Regions from separate parts of the Mus musculus genome. Here region 2 is linked to region 1. A link is a contact called in public Hi-C data. All regions are on one chromosome and are shown on one strand. Each heading gives the region's core, a stretch centred on a gene start, on an enhancer-like site or on the middle of the called end of the contact. The rest is flanking DNA. Distances are from core to core; before and after follow the strand shown.

Region 1 (5,064 bases), core at 1,745-4,244:
TCAGAAATCGGTCGTTCGTGTCCAATACTGAAAGAGAACAGGCAGGTTATTTAATCAACAAATATAGACAGGCCGTGCTGGGAAATGCTGAGAAAGGAGCTGAAAACCAAAGTGAAGGTTTGGCTTCATGGTGGATGGAGTTAGTGCTATCAGTTGTACGGCTATGGATGGTTAACATGGTGACTGCTGGCTTTCGTGCAGTTCACAGCACATGCTAGTGGTGAGTGTCTTAATGACGGTGTGTCAGGTGAGGGTGGGCTGGGCTGGGTGGCATCTGATTCGGGTATCGAGTACAAGTAGTTCTGAAAGTATTTTACAATGACACCTAAGTCACAAGGAGACGTCAGTTAGTTTCTCATACATATGACAGCCAAATGGCCCAGTAATCCTGTTGTTCAAAACCCCTAAGCGCACTGCTCATAGCAGCTCCTTTCACAATGTGAACTTAGAGACTTAGAGATGACTGGAAATTCCATCGATGAATGGACTAACTCACAATGTGACATTACACAGCCACAAACGAGTGTTTTGATATATGCTTCCCATCCGAAATGTTATGCAGATCTAGGAGGTCAAATGGGGGATCTAAAGTAGGCAAATCCACAGAGCAGCCACGGCCAACAGCAGAGGGACATTATTTTATCAGGGGCATAGGGCAGTGGTTCTCAACCTGTGGTTTGCAACCCCTCTGGGGTCACATATCAAATACCCTGAATATCAGATATTAACATTATGATTCATAACAGTGGCAAAGTCACAGTTATGAAGTAACAACAAAAGCTTTATTGGTTGGGGGTCACCACAACACGAGGAACTGTATTAAAGAGCCGCAGCGTCAGGAAGATGCAGACCTGCTGGTCTAGGACTTGTGTAGGGGATGACAAAGCTTTGGGTACAGGCAATGGTGACAGAGCAATCATGGTGGATGGAGTTAGTGCTATCAGTTGTACGGCTATGGGTGGTTAACATGGTGACTGCTGGCTTGCGTGCAGTTCACTACAATACAAAGGAAACCAAAGGCAAAACAGCAATATGGAAGGAGACTGACTAAAGGTCAGGTAAAGTGCTTTCTTGTGTGAACTGTCCTGGATTAGACTTTTGTCTGTGAAACTGTTTGCCTTTGAAAAACCACATTTATAATGCCAAGAAACAAAGGCAGGTTAGACACTTCCTTTATCTTTGTGACTTAAAAACCTCAGGGCTGTTTACAGTGACAATTGCCATCCAACTTACTAAACGCATAATACCCTAATAATACACAAATTACCCTTGGGTCTCTCACCCTAGCTGCCACTGCCATGTCCGTGGCCCCGCCTCTCTGTCTCTGCTCCCGCCCCCAAACTCACACACACACACACACACACACACACACACACACACACACACACTCACGCACACAGCCAAATACATATAAACTTCCAGTTTTTAAAAATTTATTTAATTTCACGTGTACTAGTGCTTTGCCTGTATATATGTCTGTATGAAGGTGTCAAATCTCCATGAATTAGAGTTACAGACAGCTGCGATCTGCCACGCGAATACTAGGACTTGAACCCTGGTCCTCTGAAGGAGCCGCCAGTGCTCTTAACTGCTGAGCCATCACTCCAGCCCCCAACTTTTATTTTTAAAGACAGAATAACACTTGCAAAGTTAACGGGCTGCACCTCAGTAGCGCTAACAGCTACCTTCACTCCTGAGATGCTAGGCACTCGGTCACATGAAATAAACCATCTCCTTTTTTTTTTTTTTTTTTTTCTTTTGCCGTGTAGTATAGAAACATGGTTGGCTACAGACTTTGAGGTCACTTCCCCATCAGATGTATTTTAAGTCTATAGCAAACCATTCAAAGTTTAGTTTGACAAAGGGAAGATAAGCAAACGAGGTAAGATCAAACTACAGCATCATCCAAATGGCACTTTGGATCCCACTTGGATTTGGTGTCTTTCACAATGCCAGAGTAGAGCATTGTGACCTACCAGGGTATATACACACAGGGAAAAAGAGCTGTGTGAATTCAGCGCCAGATTCTACCCACTCTACAAGAGAGATGTGGCCAACGCCACAGAAAGCAACAGAAACACACAGCTGGCATCTAAGCGGCAGAGCTAACGGTGGCTACATCCTGATTCGCTTCTATCTGGAGCAGGTTCTGAGGACTGTTTCTGTGCTTAGTCCTGTGCTGGTTGGGCAGGGTCACGAAGGTGCATGCGGCACCGATCTTTGACTCCTGACATTTCCCGGGAGGAGATGGCGAGGGCACCAGAGTGCCTGCACGGGAGGAAGGCAGGCAGTGGGGCTTGGGGTGGTCTCCTTTACTTGTAACTTGTCCTAAGTCGTTTCTTTAGCCCATGGTGTTGGTGGGGTTCACAGAAACACCCAGAGTTCACCTGAGCCTTTAACCAATCCCAGCCAGGAGCCAGAGCCCAGGCACAGGTGCAGGACCACGGCAGGCCCAGTATTTGGCTTCCACAGAAGCTACGGCATCCTGATGTCAGAGTGGCACTGGGCTCGTGGTGGGAAGCAGACACCAGGGACTGGCAGTGAACAGGACTGGTGGCCTTGGCCTGTGATGGAGAGATGGACATGTGGGGAAGAGGTTTCTGGGGTGTTGGGCTCCCTAAAAGACTGGAGCTTTGGGGTGTTCAATATTTTAAAGCCTATTTCTTGTCCTTTAGGGGATAATACATGTCTGGAGATACCCCCTCCCCCCCCCCCCCCCGCCCCGCCCCAGGCCAGTGACATGTTTCCGGAATAATCCAGTGTCTTAACCTTCACGATCATTGCCTAGGCTATACTAGTTCTTATTCAAAGTCAGAAAACGCTACCTGTACCTTCATCCATGAGGAGTCTTCATTATTATACTAACCCGTTAATCGGAACAAAACTACTTATCAAATTTCAGCCCGAATTCCTCTGGCCCAGGTGGCTTGTCCTAAGCAATAAAGTTTGCTTCCCTTTAACATTGCAAACAGTAATGTAAGTCTGTATTTTTCTGGGATAACTCTTAAAGCTGTCACTTTCATTAAAATTGATTTGTAACCGCAGAACATTCCAGTCCTTTCCTGTCTTCTCATGGAGAAACCGATCGCACACCGGCCCTCCCTGAAGAGGCACTATGCGGTGATTTCTGAGGCCGGGGCCGAGGTGCGAGGATGCCAGCTGGTCTGAAAGTTTCTCTTTCAGTATGGTTAAACCTACACTAATTTCCATTGCCTAATTTTTCATTTTACCAAAAAGGCCCCTTAAGCCAATTTACAGAGTAACACGAGCTCAGAGAGGCCTGGGAAGGCTGACTACACATTTTGCAAACAATGGTGTTTTAACAACAGATCTTTCTGGTTAAAAGAAAAAAAAAATGTAGAAAAAAAAAAATAATGCCTGGCAAAATGCTGAAAACACTCATGTTAGCTGTTTAAAATACTGTTTGTTGGTCTATTTTAGACTTGTGGTATATACAAATCATGGCTCCCCTGCAAAGGAATATTCTAGAGTCACTTAAAATGACCACTGTAAATGTTGGGGATATAGCTTGAGGGTGAGGTACATGTTTTGCATGCCAAAGGTTGTGGTTTAATCTTTAGCTCCACGAGAAATAAAAAATAAATGAAAAAGAAAAAACCAACCTAAGAAAGAGCTAACAAAGTAGAATGTCCTTAGGATGTAATTGAATTGGGCAGGAAATAAAATTCACACACACAGATGGTAACAGAGCTAAACAGAAAAATCAGATGTACCAAAAACTATGATTAGCAGTTATTAGTGTTGTGAAATGTTTCACTTTGACAAAATTCTTTACATTATTTGTTTTAAAAAAATAAAATAGATCCTTGCAAGAGTGCTCAAGGGAATTTTAACTCACTCTTAGAAGGAGACAAAACCACAGAGAGACAACATAACACAGCTGCTACCTTCGAAGAGTCACAGGGAGGCACTTCTGAGTTTGCCTGCGTTCACATTTCTCTCAGTGGAGCCTCCCTGGAGGGAGACTAGTATTACTACAGGCCCAGCATCCAAACTCCAACCCCTTTTGGGTGTTAACATAATACTGCTAGTGGAAAAACCCTATATCCTGAAACAGCTCCATGTACAAAGTTATTTATTTATTTTTTAAAATCTATAGCATATCCTTCAGGCTATGTGTGGAAGACGTAAATATAATAAATGAACTTTGTGTTTAGACTTGGCTGTCCTTACTGCGCTATCTGCCCAAACCACCAAATGTCTGGAGTTTGAAACACTGCTGGTCTTGGGTGCTCGGGATCAGGGCTACGCCACCCGGGCTATGCCACCCGGGCTATGCTGGGAAAACCTAGGAAGCGGTTTGTGTAAAGAAGCTTGGTCTTTGTCTATTGGCTGTAAGATCTGCTGCAGGGAGACACTCAGTTCTTACTGGCTTGACTGAATGGGGTATTGGGGAAAAAACTCAGGAAGTGAGGGATGGTGGCTAAACCTGGGAGGAAGACTAGCCTGGCCAAAAGGCTGGTGAGAGGATGAAACAGGCCCTCTGGTGGACAGAAGACAGAAACTGGGCACCAAACTAGTCCTGAAAGACAAATTGCTTAATGGTGATTTTACTGCCCGGGTGGGAGCACCAAGGCTGCTGACTGAGGAAGCAGGAAGCCACTATCTCTGCATTAGGAACCTACTAAATTAAGGAATGGAAACGGAAGCATGAGAACGTGCTGATTCAGGCCTTGGTTAAATATATTCTAAAAGAAGATGGGAGAATGGGGGCCAGGTCTAAATATATGTCATCTCATCCTTTCTGCGTCCCATAGGTGTGACTGTCACACCTCTGTAAAGTACGGACACCATCAACTCCACGGACTCCAGAACACGGAGCACCAACACCTGTTCGAGGCCACATAGCTAAGCAGGGTGGTGGCCATTCTCTAGGTCAAATTCCACGGTCAGTCCTTTGCCCACTGTTCCATTGAAGTGACCTAATGAGAGTGCAGGAAAGGAAGGGATGTCCCTGCTGAGAGGGAGGCAGGGAAGTCTGGAGAGGGCACTGAGCCACCCTGCAGTGTGACTGCCAGAGTGATCCGCACCCAGGACCCCGCT
Region 2 (5,064 bases), core at 1,627-4,126, 230 kb before region 1:
TCTACTAAGTACTAGAGAGACTGTCATTATCTGATACACAAAACGAATCCTCATGAGGTTAAAAGTGAAGCCGGAGAAGGGGACAGCTGGCATTCACCAATGAGATCCCAAGGGCCAGGACCACCACTTCTTCCATCAGCTCTTGCCAAGTTCCTGATGTTTCGCGCCATGCACCTTGCCTCACACAGGGGACAGTTTGTCAGGAAATCGGGTAAGCCCTTCGCCTTGTGGAGCATGGTAGTTAAAAAGCCCCTAAGTCCACAAAGGTAGAAACTGCGGATAGGGGACAAGGGGCTAAGGAGACGAGAGTGATGGAAGCCTCTAAGGTCAGGCATTGGAACTTAAGATAGGCCGGGCGTGGTGGAAAGAGTAAGAGAGGACTTAGAGGTGCTGAATCATTCTTAATTCTGAGATCCTACTGAAAAGTCTTAGGTCTTCAACCCTAGGTAACCTGTGGGTGGAAGGAAGTAACATACACGTATGTGTGCAGCAAGCACGTGCATGTGGATCGATCCATCTTCAAATTGATAACTGGGAAGCGGGCCAACAAATTAATGGTGTCACCAAGTCATCTTTTAAAAGAGACTGCTTGGATGTTTCAAGATGGCGGTTGATGGCGAGGGGGAGGGGGGATGCAGGCTACGGGATGGCGTGGAAGGAAGAAAAGAAAGGTTCATAACTTACTGTAAACAGATAATAAACCTTGACGTCATATAAAAACCAAAGTTAAAAAAAAAGTCTCCTGACTGCAGATTTTTAGCAATTATATCTTAAAATGACTATATTTCCAAACTGGAGCTATGTTGATGGTGATCGCCAGCAAAGCAAGGTGAGGGGCAGTGAGGTGATGAGTCAGCAGATACAGGTGCCTGCTGTGCAAAGCCAGCAGCATGAGTTCCAGCCCCACAACCCACATAAAGGCGGAGGGAGAAAACTAACCGCACAGAGCTGTCCTCTGACCCCCACGCACGCGTGCCAAGGAACAGTTGCCCTGACCACCACCTGCCCAATGTACCCACAAACTAAGCACTAAGGGCAGGTGTACTCAAAGAAGTTTCCAAAGAGTGTTACACGGAGTATTAAAATGTAAATGAGGCATCCAAAAGATGGAGACTGACTGGATGGCAGAAGTCTCTCAGAAGACCTGCGCATCTGAGGCAGTGAGGACTTTGGACTTTATAAGTGGTGATGAGTTAAACACTGGAGGCAGGAACTGTTAAGAGAGGCCACCCAGCCTACATTATACTAGGCAACATAAAGAGCTCAAAGCCATCAGGTCCCACCTCTGTTAGATTTACCTGGAACTCAGTGTTTTATTCTCACACAAAGATGTTTCCACTTCCTGACCCATTTCTAAAGGTCCTCGCTGCTCTCTATCACCAAATTCTGAAATTGGTTGGTTTTTCCTTTAAGTTGTTTGGTTGTTCAACACGTTTCTGTAAAACTATCTTAAATCCACCCGAGCGAACTCTTGCTCACAAACACGTGCTGGAAAACAGCCAACAGGCAATGTTGCCATCCGGGCGTGGCTATGAAATCATTTGAGAGGCTGAGGCAGGAGGACTGCCACTAGTTGGGCTAGCTAGTGAGTTCCAAACCAGCCCTGGGCTACAGAGTGAGACCCAGTCTTAAAACAAGTAAGCAAATTAATTAATTAACAACCCTAAACAATAACAAAACAAAAGGAACAGAAGTAAAATACAATAATGAGAGCAAGACACAAAGGTAAAGGCTGTGATGGGCAGGGCAGGGTCAAATATTCCAGTCTCAAACTAAGCATCCCTATAAAATGCAGTATATCTAGAGCTTTACAGTGGACTCGACAGAAAGAGTGCAAGGAACGCTTACTTAAGCCTTTTCCTACATCCGTGCAGAACTTCTAACTCCAATGTTTGTTTATCCAACTGAGTCCACAGGCAGTAAACTGTGAGAAAGGGAGACAGGACTCCAGGAGCTTTGCCTATCCCTCCATTCGTGCTTCTGCTCCGGTTCTCTCTGTCTGGAAGAGAGCTACATGCATGGCTCTCTGCATTAGCTAGGCGGTGTCCCAGGCGCTGCCGCAGGACTCTGGGTACCAGACCTGGTGGCCCGGGTGGAAGCTGGTATCAAGGCCAACACTGGGCGGGGAACCTAGAACCTAGGTTTGCCCTGCTTCAAAGCAGGTCCCGACTTCCCCACTCTGGGACCTGGGATCTAGGGGTGTGTAAAGTGGCTTAAGAAGCCTGGCCGTGGTCAATTCTTACGGATGCCCCACCGGCCATCCCCCAGGCTGCCAGCCCACCGGAAGAGAGAAGAAAGACTAGAGAACGGCGGTCAGGGCAGATATGATGGTTGCAGAAGGGCTGGCTAGGTCGCCGCCCTTAGAGACCCTCCACAAAGATGCCAGCCCCGCCCCGGTGCAAAAGACCCCAGAGACTGCACAGGGCTGCGCTCGAGTTTGCAGATGGGCTGTACCGGCGGGAAGTTGTGGCAGGCGGAAACCGCCGGGACGCCCCATCTCCATCCCGCCCCACCCGGGCAGGTGGCTGCAGCTTACCTTGGTGGCGGGGTCCGCGTCAGCGGGATCTCCAGCTGCTCCCGACGCTTCCGCTGCGGGCCCATGGCCACTGAGCTCCAGCTCGCTCGGCGTGTCGCTCTCCGCCGGCTGCTCGGGGCTCCGCTGCTCGGTGGAACTGCCTGCACCCATGGCTCAGTGGCTTTCCTACTCTCGCCGGCTAGCCGTCTTCCTGGGACCGCGGAGAAGCAGAGGGGCGAGGAGATGTGCGCCCAGGACCACAGGGACTAAGGGGTGAGGAGCACCCGCTCTCCACGATCCTGCTGAGAACACACCCGGACTGAGAATGAAGGGGACGCGCTCGTGGCAAACTCCTTAAAAGAAAAAAAAAAAAAAAAAGCCACCTCGTAGCCTCCTCCCCCCTCCTTGTTTTTCCCTCCCTTCATCACATGAGCACAGCCCAGACACGCCTTGCAGCATCTCCCCCTAGGCTGCTAGGACCAGAGGCTCCGACACCAGGCCCCCAGCAGCCCACCCCGCCCCCAGGGCTTCTCGGGTCATTAAAGGGGGACGAGGGGTTTGGGGTCTGTCCCAGGGCTGCAGAAGGTTCAGGAGCAGCAAAGAAGGGGGCGGGGGCAAAAGCTTTGTTTTTTTAATGTAATGATTGATAACCCAAGGTTGGATCTTCTGCAGACTAAGGATTTACATTTGACCAGGCGGGAACCCAAATCCCCATTTGCTTTTCTTCAGGTTGGGTTTGACTTTAAGCATTTGTTTCTAGCTTTCTCTCCTTCAGCCGGAGAAAGGAAGCCCTCCTGGGCTGCTCCTGAGCCTGGCCATATTAGGGCGGCTCACGTGGCAGGAGCTGGGAAACCCAGAGGTTGATGCAGTCAGGCCACCGCTGAGGTGGGCCCAGCGTCCCCATGATCCCAGCCAGTGATGTCAGCTGATGCCATCAACAGAACTCGCCGCCCTCTTTCCCCGGGGAACGCGCGGGGAAATGAAGCTGTTACTGGAAATGTGCCTGTCCTTTGAGCGTCTGATGCTGAAGGTTACACATCCAGGCCATTCGTCTCTCTCCCGACGCTTAAACACCACATTGGCTTAGGTCTGCTTAGTCGCCATCGGCATTATCAAAACACGAAGATTTCTCTCGTACTAGCAAAGAAAGGGCCTGTCTGTTTTCTTCCTCCACTTGATTAAATACTCATTGTATTAACATGGCAGCCAATAAGTCTTAAATTGAAATTTTGTTAGATTACCCGTCACTAAGCATTAAAATGCTAGGGGGAAAAGATGAAATGATGTCAGGTGAGCCCGGTGCCATGATTCGTGTCTGAAATCCTGATGCTTCAGTGGCTGAAGTTGGAGGGTTAGCTTGAGCCTGAGGCCTGCATGGGGTAGGTAGTGAGTGAGTTTCAGCCAAGTCTGAGAGCCACAAAGCGAGGCTCTGTGGATGAGTGAAGGAATTAGTGATTTAAAATCAGTAAGAGCATTGAATCTAGATGCCAGATAAATATCTTGTCCCTAGATTTGATACAGGTTACTTGAGTATCAATGAAAACATTAATTTAGCTAATAACACTTGGTCCTTATTCATGGTCATTTAAGTGTTTATTGGGAACAACTCGGTTTTTCAGGATAAAATTTGGTTTCTCCACTTATTTCGGAAGGCCAGTTTCTTTGGGGTTCATTCATTTAGAAACAGACTTTCAAGTTGCTTTTAGTTATTTGTAAGTGTGTCACCTATCTCAATTTGTCTTGTTTGTTGAGAAAGAATTTCTCACAATCTAGTTCAGGCTAGCCATAAGTGTTGTAGCCAAGTCTCTGGAGGGAAGACAGTATAGACTTGTGAGACTGAGACCACACCCTACTTCAATTTAATTTTTGAATATTTAGAGAACATTAGCATCTCCCCTCCCCCACCCCTTACAGTGCTGAGGGGTGGGGGATGGAACCCAAGGCCTTGTGCACTCTGAGACAAACACTCTAGCTTTGAACCATGTCTCTGGCCCAAACTTGAAAGTTCTCATTTTGTATCAGGTACTATTCAAAAAACAAAACAAAGAACAAAAAAACATTGCGTATATCATCGTATGTAATCCTTATAACAACCCAATGGCATACAGATTACCAATAGAGAAAGGGAAGGGGATTAACCAAAGAAGGCAAATTTTTGTGTATCCAAGGATTCATAGTCGGTAGATGGATATGAGGGAGGGATCCAGTGAGCATGTGACTTTAAGGTCCACCCTAGTCCTTCCTCAGGATGGTAGGAACTTAAAAACGCTGCTGAAACAGCCTGGGTGTGGCTTTGATGCAGAGCCTAGGATTAAGGGCATTGAGTTCTATCCCCACAGCAAAAGCAGGGGAGAACAATAAAGTCAGCACATTTGAAAATAGAGGAGGAGGCACTGTTTGTCCCACCGATTTGATACAAATAGTATCAACGTTCCCCCATTTTGTGAGATTGTATTATTCAAGTTCCTGGGAAATTCTTCACAAAGCTTTTCACATCCACTAGCCTTGAAATGTTCAGAAAGATTGCAAGGTCAAAGATTTCCAGCTAG

The links. A called contact is a pair of places that touch in the nucleus more often than the background predicts.
Region 2: a Hi-C map of nephron progenitors shows a contact between it and region 1, with 1.9 times the contacts expected there. The contact joins the promoter of Akap12 here to the enhancer-like site in region 1. A contact is called at or near these places in 13 of 39 promoter capture datasets (the 3T3-L1 cell line, 3T3-L1-derived adipocytes, the HPC-7 cell line and 9 more), 11 of 484 Hi-C or Micro-C datasets (Sertoli cells, adipose-derived mesenchymal stem cells, brain and 6 more), 9 of 115 datasets of contacts at active chromatin or transcription factors (SST interneurons, embryonic forebrain, embryonic stem cells and 5 more) and 4 of 9 other capture datasets (adipose tissue, embryonic stem cells, liver and 1 more).

Annotation. Positions count from the first base shown.
Region 1 is chr10:4,036,736-4,041,799 of GRCm38.p6, reverse strand. Mthfd1l (methylenetetrahydrofolate dehydrogenase (NADP+ dependent) 1-like) reads right to left here. Exons shown (of 28, transcript NM_172308.4): 17 at 1-27. Among named protein-coding and RNA genes, the nearest start is that of Gm40591, 50 kb to the left of the region's middle. Within about 2 kb of position 2,994, at least 7 of the 459 cell types and tissues checked have an H3K27ac peak or open chromatin away from gene starts, as enhancers often do. A contact at or near this core is called in nephron progenitors, where this site is marked.
Region 2 is chr10:4,264,141-4,269,204 of GRCm38.p6, reverse strand. Akap12 (A kinase (PRKA) anchor protein (gravin) 12) reads right to left here and starts at 2,876. Exons shown (of 4, transcript NM_031185.3): 1 at 2,537-2,876. The coding sequence starts at 2,686.